2 separate regions of the Zea mays genome follow, and region 2 is linked to region 1. Evidence: chromatin contacts called from public Hi-C data. All regions are on one chromosome and are shown on one strand. Each heading gives the region's core, a stretch centred on a gene start, on an enhancer-like site or on the middle of the called end of the contact. The rest is flanking DNA. Distances are from core to core; before and after follow the strand shown. Region 1 holds the start of LOC100501354 (UDP-glycosyltransferase 85A7). Region 2 holds the start of LOC100277765.

Region 1 (5,231 bases), core at 913-3,412:
TTGTAGAATTGCGACAACCTTCGCTGAGGCTTGGAGAGCTACTTCTGCGGTCGTGATCTGAAGAAGGTTCTCAAAGCATGGACATCTCTTAGCTTTAGCGGATTATTCTAATTTACATATGTTTCCATTTCAATATTAATCTTATTCTGTTAACAACATATTTTTTTAAGTAACATCATATTTATCTTCACAAATATGTTTAGAATTTTTTACATACATATATTTTTTTCAATGAGTAGTTATGCCAAATTTGCAAATTAAGTCATGTTAGAGGAAGATACATCATGAAAAATAGAATAACTAAAAATTCCAAACACCATGGCTTTTGGCGTTTAACTTCTCTATACTTCACAGCCCGTCATAGAAGTCTTGCTGGATCATTGTGGTCTCCATCCTCTTATAGTTGTCATAGGCAAGCTCTAACGAAGGAAACAAGAGTGTAAAAATAGGAGAAAACCATATCCAACCTCCCAACATATGCAACTTGTGCACCTGGTCCAGTTTCATACGTCAACGAGAAAGATGTAGATGTACCACGAGAACAAAACAAATGATGTTACTCGTGCTCTTTTATCTGATTCGATTTCATATTATGCGGCATTTGTAGCTCCTTGGCCTTTTGTTTTTTTTTTGGCAAAGAGTGTATAAAAAGACCAGCTGAATGGAAGATTGGATCATTCATTTCTCTGCTAGAATTCATAGACATTGGCATTTAATTGGCAAACACAACTCAAGCTCTCATGGCATGCATATCCCTATCTGAATTTGAGGCAAGCAAAATTGGGTTCATTAAAATACTTGTCCCTTGAATATCAGAGATAATTTTTATAGGATCACCAGATCTTATTTTTACATTCACTACCGCAATTGCAGTTGTATTTGTTCCAACAGACTCCATAAATCTTACTTGCTCTCTTGAAATAGTAGGTTTCATAGATAGATTAATTGATCTTCTTGGTGCATGTGAAGATACTTCAGATTAATTGATCTTCTTGGTGCATGTGAAGATACTTCAACTCTAGACAACTTCTCTTATGTTCTAGCCAAGATATCTGAGCATGTTGATGGCGCAATTGCTGATGAAATTTGGCAAGAATTCCCATGGATCAAATTGCAGATCTCTTGTTTGCAGAAAATGAGCAATGTATGAAAATGTGCTTGCAAGACTTGCGTCTTTGATAAAGGTTGGAAAGTTGAAGGCTATTGAGACTATGATTGAATCAGGAATTGACAAGAAACTTCTTGTGCTTCTAGGCAATGGTTCTGAGATCTCATAGCACCACGTGATTACCATGCTAAAAACATTTAGTGAACTTGGTGCTCCACTTCAACGGTGCATGGGGTTTGCAGTGTTGCTTCATTTGCCTTGGCACGCTCGGATCAGTTTGAAAAGATTTGTTTTATTTGACAGAAATGTATTGCAATCACCAAAGCCCCAACAATTATTTGAGGTGATTCTTCATAATATCCTTCAGAGAGACAACAAAAATATCATTCAAACCATCCAATGTTTATTATCTCTTGTTGAAAGGGAAAATGATACAAGGGTGCAAGACCTCCTTTTGTGAAGCCTTATATTTGTGATTTATGTAAAAAATAAGATGAAGTTATGCAAAAGTGAGTGTTTGAACCGTGGTTGTTGGCTCTACATTCACACCTACCTAATCAATTGAAAACATATATTTTGTGCATTATTAAAACAAAATTTATCCTATGTCATATATAAAAATCATAGCAATGCATGGGCATATGACTAGTTTTATAAATTACGCTCGTCGTTAGACGTCGAATAAAGAATCCTAATTTAATTTGTGTATTTATGAACGCACGGGATATGTTTTAACATTAGAAGAAATGAACTCGTAGCTTCCGACGCGTGTTCATCTACAGTTCTACCGCGTATAGTCATGGTCGACCCATCCCCTCTCTTCTGCTCGCCTTAGACCCGCCGCCCCTTAGACCCACTGCCCCTAGCCTTCTCATCCCCCGCGACCCTGCCACCTCCTCCCCTCACTAGTGCTGTCGTCATGGTCGACTCATCCCCTCTCTTCTACTCACTGAGATCGTAACGTTAGTATGAACTATATATTAGCTCTGTAAATAGTAATTGATCCTATTCATCACCCTCATCTAACTCACAAGCTAGCTAGGTGTATGGTATACCAGTATCGCGCCGTTTACACTTGCACAAGGCGCACTTCGACATGGGCTCCGTTGCTGCCGACGCCGCCGGCAAGCCGCACGCCGTGCTCGTGCCGTTCCCGGCGCAGGGCCACGTCACACCGATGCTGAAGCTAGCAAAGATCCTCCACTGCCGGGGCTTCCACGTCACCTTCGTCAACAGCGAGTACAACCGCCGCCGCTTGCTCCGGTCCCGCGGCGCGGACGCGCTCGACGGCCTCCCAGGCTTCCGTTTCGCCACCATCCCGGACGGCCTGCCGCCGTCCGACACCGACGCCACCCAGGACGTGCCGTCCCTCTGCCGCTCCACGGAGGAGACCTGTCTCCCGCATTTCAGGGCCCTGCTCCAGTGTCTCAACGCCTCCTCCCCTGACGTGCCGCCGGTCACCTGCGTCGTCGGCGACGACATCATGGGCTTTACCTTGGATGCCGCCAGGGAGATCGGCGTGCCGTGCGCTCTGTTCTGGACTGCCAGCACCTGCGGGTACATGGGCTACCGCTACTACCGCACCCTCATCGACAAGGGCATCTTCCCGTTGAAAGGTGATAGGGATCTCTCTCGCACAGTCGCACTGGCACACCACACGCGACTGAGTGTAGGGGAAGTACTCACGTTTTTTTTTCTTTTTTTTGAACACGCAGAGGAGCATCTGACGAATGGGTTCTTAGACACGCCGGTGGAGTTCGCGCCGCCCGGGATGAGCAAGCACATGCGGCTCAAGGACTTCCCAAGCTTCATGCGCTCCACGGACCCCGACGAGTTCATGGTCCACTACGCCGTCAGGGTGACGGATCACACAGCCGGCGCGGACGCAGTCCTTCTCAACACCTTGGACGAGCTCGAGCAGGAGGCGCTGGACGCCATGCGCGCCGCCGTGATCCCACCTGCCGCGTCCATCAACACCATCGGCCCGCTCGCCCTCCTCGCCGAGCAGATCGTGCCCAGAGGCAGCCAACTGGACTCGCTGGGTTCTAACCTCTGGAAGGAGGACGCCTCCTGCTTCCGCTGGCTCGACGGCCGGAAGCCCAGGTCCGTGGTGTTCGTGAACTACGGCAGTGTGACGGTGATGACCAGCGCGGAGCTGGTGGAGTTCGCGTGGGGTCTGGCCAACAGCGGCCACGACTTCCTGTGGATCATCCGGCCGGACCTCGTAAGCGGCGACGCCGCCGTGCTGCCCCCGGAGTTCCAGGAGGCGATCGAGGGGCGCGGCCTGCTGGCGAACTGGTGCGCGCAGGACGCGGTGCTGCGTCACCAGGCGGTGGGCGTGTTCCTGACGCACTCTGGGTGGAACTCGACGCTGGAGAGCCTCTGCGCCGGGGTGCCAATGCTGTGCTGGCCTTTCTTCGCGGAGCAGCAGACCAACTGCCGGTACACGTGCGCGGAGTGGGGCGCGGCGTGGGCGTGGAGGTCGGCCACGACGTGCGGCGGGAGGCCGTGGAGGAGAGGATACGGCCATACGGGAGGCCATGGGCGGGGAGAAAGGGAAGGAGATGCGTCGCCGCGCGGTGGAGTGGCGGGAGACCGCCGTGCGCGCGACGCGGCCCGGCGGGCGCTCGTACGCCAACCTGGAGAAGCTGGTGACTGACGTACTCCTCTCGGGTGGCAATAATTATTAAACCTCCTTGCTATCGTCAGGCATCAGCAGTTCAGCACTGCTCCATATGCATGCATAAACCATCTAATACACTTTAGCTCAGTTTTAAGATCTACGTGTCGTTGCACTCTCTAGTACGTGTTGTATTATGTACCCGTCTATTGTTGTACTATTTGGGTATGGATTCTGGAAATGAGTGTGCACAATAAACGAGTGAGGTAATAAGCTCGGCTCGATTCCGTATGGCTCGGTACAAGAGCGAGCCAAGTCTGGCTCGACTTGGTTGTCTGGCGAACTCAAATTCTAGACTCGGTGCAGGCTCATGAGCAGGCTGGCGAGCCTTCAAACCACCAGTAGCTACCACCTGTTCTCACGAGCCACTAGTAGCTCTAGCTAGACATGATGTAATAGTATTGTACCAAATCAAATACAATACATATAAACCTAACTAACTGATACCGAACTGCTTCAATGCACATAAGACGGAACAACTTCAATACACAAGTCAGACTAACTGCAACGCAGCCCCTACAGTCCTACACAGCCCCCTCCCCTTGCATGCCGGTTGTAGGGGACACTCCACGGCCGCATCGGTGCCCCCTACAGCGCCCCCTACGCGCTGGCTCCCTTCTCTCTCCCCCCAGATCTAGCGTGTCACTGTTCATCACCCTAAACACTGTGTTGTGGGTTCACGAGTAATTGTTAGTAGATAAAAAATTGATAGTTGATATAAAAAATGATATTTTATAGTTGTAGTGGGGTATAGGGGAGTATTTAGAGGAAACCGCTGTGGTAGATGAAAAAATAGGGGAGAAAATAGGGGGGGAAAATTTAGGGGTAACGGTTGCGGATAGACTCATGCAGTAGTGCAGTGCTGCTGCTTCAAATTTCAACACAGAATTATCTAAACGCTAGCTCGCTGCTGCTGCTGGCTGGTAGCCTGCTTCCTGCTACTCTGCATTGCTGCTAGCCAAAAAAGCAACCAGTTGGACAGGCGGCCTAGGCGAGTGGACTGGGGCTTGGGCATCAGACGGGTTCACGGGAGGAGCCGGGCGGGCGGCCTGGGCGAGTGGGCAACCACCTGCTAGAGGGCTGGCAGCGGGCTGCCTGAGACTATCTGCAGTGCAGTGGTCACCGCGACCAGTCCCCTCCCGCCATGCAGATCCAGAGGCTACAGTCCTATCTATAGATGGTCAATAACCACAAGGTCCACGAGCCCAGCATAAAGCCCGTTTTTTGGGCTCGGTCTGAGCCCGGCACGGCCCGATTCTATACGGGCACGGGCCGGTCCGGCACAAATAAGCGGGTTGGACTCGGACAGAAAATTAGGCACGGTGGGCTAGCCCGGCACGACCCGTTTACCTCTAAGCCCCTTAAGCCCGCTTTTTTTACACTAAAACGTGCTTACCGGACCGCTTTTTGGCCCGCTTTTTCGTGCTAAACGGAGGCCCGCTG
Region 2 (5,231 bases), core at 1,580-4,079, 130 kb after region 1:
ATTTGAGTTCAGTTCGCAATCTATAAACAATAGAAAATGAAGTGAGTAACTAGCTCAAATATTAGTGAATATATTACATATGTACAAGTACATAGAGGAGAAGATTCCAACCGGTCTGTCATTAATCCTTGGCACTGAAGAAGCCCTTCAAGGGGTTCAATCATTTGAGACAAGGATGTCTCATTGAGAGATTCTTCTTTCTTTCCCAACACCTGTATGGTAGATAGGGATGAAATTGGACGAAAACGGATACTTATTCGGATATTATTTTTTGTCTTATTTCTTTGATTGCAAATAAATAGAATATAAAATCTGCAATGCAAATTCATATTCTTGTTTATAGCATTGAACTTGTAAAGATTCATAAAAGATAAGCCTCAAATTTATCATATACTCAAATGATAGATATAAAAGTCAGACACAAATTCGGATATTGTTTCACCTTTTTTGTTGTAGGGAGCAAATAATGCATAAAACAATTTATACAAAAAATTATTCTTATTTGTAATAATGTGCTTGATAACATAAGAAAAGATCAGCATCAAATTTCATATATATCTATTTCAAAATATTAAATTTTCCATAACAATTCGGTTATCCACTTTCATCCCTAATGGTAGATAAGGCGGCTAATGTATACACTATATACAGGGCCTATGTAGATCAGATTTAGCAAAACTTGCATTCTATATCTCTATCTTATTTCACTACAATGCAGGTCTTACTTTTGAAGTGTTGTCATCTGGGACTACATGTAAACAGTCTTCATTTGAAGCATCTAACTGCAACAAGAAATGTTTAGTTTGTTCAATGCAGAACATAAGCCATAAGATGAAAGTTTGAAGCACATTTCAAGAGGTTGAAAAAACCTGATATATGTAACTCTCTGTGAAAGAAAGAACAGGTAGATACTTGAAAATGGCTTGTGGCTTGTTAACATCCAAACCATGAAACATAAAGTACGACCTACACTGTTTTCTCAAGAAGGAAAAAAGGGACTTTAGGGAAACATAATTATCAGGAAGTGCTCAAGATAGACTCATAACCCCCCAAAAAAGACATGTTTGAACAGGAAAAATCAAAATTTAGAACAGCATGTGACCCAGTTTCTCTATAAGACTAATAATGGAACAACAAAATACATTCAAAGATACCTTGCTATTTTTTATACGGGCTTAATGCCTCTATAAGCGGTTCAATTGTTTTGTAGCACTTGCATTGCAAAATCTCAACAAAAGGCAGTATGACAGTGTTTTTTTAGCAAAAACAGTAAAGGAATCCCCTAATGTGCTAAGATTTTATTGATGTGAGAAAAGAAAAGGTAAACAGGTTTCTCTTGAGAAAAATAAAAGAAGAAAAACTAAAAGGCAGCCCAGAAGACCTGGGTCACTCCAGGATTAATTCATGGCAGTGTTTCCATTAAGGATTTTTACGAGTACCAACTACAAAGAATACATACAAAATCTTCAAGCGTAGACTTAGCTCTTGCCATCGCATCAAAACCAACCATCGGCATAGCTTGAACGGTTGATTTCTCGGCATGCATCTTAAACTTCTTAATTGGCTGGAGTGAACCTCCAGAACATATATCTTTATTAGCTGCGTTTGAAAGGGTCCTATGTCTTATCAGAGTTCCAGACCCAATCAACAAGAAAATTTCCGGATAAACTCATAAGGTTAATGTAAGATCATCATTACTTCACAACTATTACCACTACCTTCCAGATGGGTGAGATGCTGCACTTCTTCCAAAGTATTAGGAGTAGCCTAATAAAAGAAGTCTCAACTATAATTTCTTCATAGAAAACACATAGACAAATATGAACTAAAAGTTAGACGGTGTCACTTAGATTACCTTTCTTAATAGCTCAGAGATCAAAAGGAACTTATTCTCCAGGGTAAGAGAATCAAACGGTTGCACCTACACAAAAGATTTTGTGATCATAATTTTGGAAGTAGTTCTCGGTGCTTCTTTCTGTCCCATTTCAAAAAGCATGGGAATACTTGATGTTTCAGCAGGAGATACCCAATTCAGAGGAGCAACGAGAACAGCAAAGCAAACTAGTGTGATGAATCTGATCATTAAGGCAAGGTTGCATTATTGAAGTCTGGTCATGACCAATGTGACAAATCAATCTGGTCCAGTCTCCAGTTGACCATGCCTACTCTAGTGGTGTAAGCTCCTTCGGCCAGGCATTTAGCTAACTGGATTAAAACTACGAGAGGAGAGCAGCGAGCACACGTCACCAATCAACAGCAGGTCAATACAAAATCCAACAACTCATCAAATCAATCGGAACACTTCAGCGAGCTACGCGTGCGTAAATGCACAATCGAAACCGTATTCGTCGAATAAACCCATGAAAATGCTAAACGAACAGCATATACGCGCCTTAAATCCATGGCCTAACCAAAAACCACCACGAAGGACGAAGGCAGGGACGGGCGGCGGAGGGAGCACTATGCTATGCTAGACACAGTCCGTGTCATATAAAAACAAAGGGGAAAAATCCATTTTGCCTGCTTCGGCGCACTGGTAAGGATCCGATTGAATTCGTATATACGGTCATACGGAGGAAGAGGGGCGACCCCCAAAAACCGTACCATGAAGAGGAGGAATTGGGCGAGGAAGCGGTCAGCGGCAGCGCCGCCGCAGCTGGAGTCGGTGTGGGAGAGGCCGCGTGAACTCATGAGGGACAGCACCCTCTGCATCTTCTCGAGCTCCAGCAGCGCCTCCATTGCTGCTCCTCCTCGCCCTCCCCGCTTCCGCTTCTCGCAGTATCGCGGCTTCGCTTCGAGTTGCTTCAGGTTTTGTTCGAGACTTGCAAAGTAGCAAACAGAGAATGGAGGAGAGCGGAAATAAAAGAGAAATGAGGCTGAGGTTAATGTGTGCCCCCAGTTGGGAAATGCAGCGTTGGGTTCCAAATTCCAAAATCCTGAGGCCTTTCTCCTCATTTTCTCAAGTTGGGCTTGGGCTAAACTGGCCATCAGGAAGGAGCAAAAAGCCAGCAATCCTCTTTTTTTCATATTTTCGGCTTAACGAGCACTCTAGCAGGTTTGTCAAAAAAAAAAAAAAGGTGCCGTTACCGATCTGAAATCCACCTTCGAACGTAATTTCAACTGTGTGTGTGGCTCTTAGAAACATCAAAGGTGTCATTTGGTTGAAATATTGGTAACATAATAGGTAACCGATAACGTTATATTATATTTGTTTAAATCTAATCATAATTGATATTACGCTAAAAATAGATATCGACTTATTTAAACTTGTTATCATCAGTATTCGAGTGTGAATTACTACCGTTACCATTTACGTTACATTCCGTTAACCAAACGGCATAAGTAGTTCTCAATTGTAATGAGTAACAACATTGCAGTATCAGTACGGGGACACACGTGTAAAATTGGAGTGCGTAGAGTTTCTTCTAGAGACGTTGGCAGCACATTATAATGCTGAATTCCATTTCCATACACGTGTAGAATTGGAGTGCGTAGAGTTTGTAGAGACGTTGGCGGCACATTATAATGCTGAATTCCATTTCCATGTTCTAATGTCTAGTCCAAACCCACACAATTTTGTTATAAGTTGTTCGTTTCGGATTAAAGTCAACTATTCGAACTGTCATAGCTGTAATCTATGGAAACAAAATATTATAAAAAATAATATAAATTGTTTCGGATTAAAGCGAAGCCAACAACGTGGAAGTCTAGCGCACGCCTACTGGTGCTACAGTCAGAATGAGTTCGACTTTTCGAGATCAACCTGCCAAATTACGGGTTTCTTTGATACAAATAAATATCATCCTTGTTGATTACATAAGTAGAATCTAGAAAAGAAACATCTGAGGTAAGTTTTACCTGTGTTTTTTTAAAGAAGGGACACTCATCGAAAATACTCCACCGTCTTAATTTATAATTCGTTTGACTTTTGTGGGGAAGATTGATCGGATTGTCTTATTCAATTTTTAAGAAAAAATAAATATTTCAAACACATATTTAAAGTATATTATATGTTAAACGATACCAGAAGAACATAACAATAATAATGAAAAACTTAATAAGACGAGTCAATAAAACTTGATATAAAAAAGTCAAACGGGTTATAATTTAAAACAGAGGGAGTAGGATCTTTAGCTTAGTGAAAAGACTTCTCATTACTTAATTAGGTTTTTCTTACGAGAGGTCAACTATTTTAATTTTAACTAAATATATATTATTTTTAACTTTAACTAAATATATAAAATATCAAAAATTATGGTACATAGTTAATATTACTATATAGATCTTTTAATCTATTTTTAGAATACATTTATTCAAAGATACAAATTACTAATATTTTATATTTCATGTTACAAAAAAATCGTAGCATGAAAACCGAGGAAGAAGATAGTGTTAACTGTCTAAGGTTGTCTCCAGTGGATATGGTAAAATTCTAAACGCCAGGCCGTCTCGAAGTATTTTGGGCCCAGTACAAACCATGAAAATAGACCATATAATCTATAGTGCATAGAGATAAAATTAACCTAAACTATGCCCTTTCATATTTGATCTATTATCATATCCTTGTCCTCTTGTTTTATCTATTCCAAAGCTAAGATTCTTCGGTTTATTTTGCAAAACATCAAATATTTTTTTTGCTATGTTACCAGAAAACTCAAAAAAATTAGGCTCCAAAAATTTGGGAGCCCCGTATCGTCGGTCCACTTTGCGTTGGGCAATTGACAGGACTAATAAAAACGCACTATATAATATTATTTATAGAATAAAGTTTGAATTAGAAGATAAAATAGAGCATAAGTATATAATACTATTTATAGGATGAAGTTTGAATTAAAAGATAAAATAGAGTATAAGATAAGAAATTTATCGGAGATATGCTAAATAGGACGGCCTTCAAGTCCGATAGGCTAAACAGGATGGCCTTCAAGTCCGAGCAGGCCATCCTCCTACAGCCAACCAAGTCGACCACAGTCCACAGGTGCCCATCCTCTAGAAACTCGGTTTAGCCGATTTTTTCGTTAGCTAGGCAACCGATTTAGGCCATATTCGGTTCTACCCAATCCATATTGATTGAGGGGGATTGATGGGGTTTCAATCCCTAGTAAGTCAAAAGCTCCTCCAATTCGTATCAATCCCCTCCAATTTATATGGATTGCAAATAACCGAAAAAACCCTTATATTGTAAATTGGTTTTGATCTATTTTAACGTGGGGACGTCTTAGATTTACATT

Evidence for each region. A called contact is a pair of places that touch in the nucleus more often than the background predicts.
Region 2: a Hi-C map of leaf shows a contact between it and region 1, with 3 times the contacts expected there. The contact joins the promoter of LOC100277765 here to the promoter of LOC100501354 in region 1. A contact is called at or near these places in 4 of 25 Hi-C or Micro-C datasets (ear, leaf and tassel).

Annotation. Positions count from the first base shown.
Region 1 is chr2:45,699,564-45,704,794 of Zm-B73-REFERENCE-NAM-5.0, forward strand. LOC100501354 (UDP-glycosyltransferase 85A7) reads left to right here and starts at 2,163. Exons shown (of 2, transcript NM_001196099.1): 1 at 2,163-2,724; 2 at 2,824-3,966. The coding sequence starts at 2,205. The coding sequence ends at 3,767. It also overlaps the pseudogene LOC103648600.
Region 2 is chr2:45,832,339-45,837,569 of Zm-B73-REFERENCE-NAM-5.0, forward strand. It overlaps LOC100277765, which reads right to left and starts at 2,830. Exons shown (of 15, transcript NM_001151251.2): 1 at 2,605-2,830; 2 at 1,856-1,921; 3 at 1,719-1,767; 4 at 1,460-1,599; 5 at 870-971; 6 at 726-782; 7 at 112-212; 8 at 1-20. The coding sequence starts at 2,739.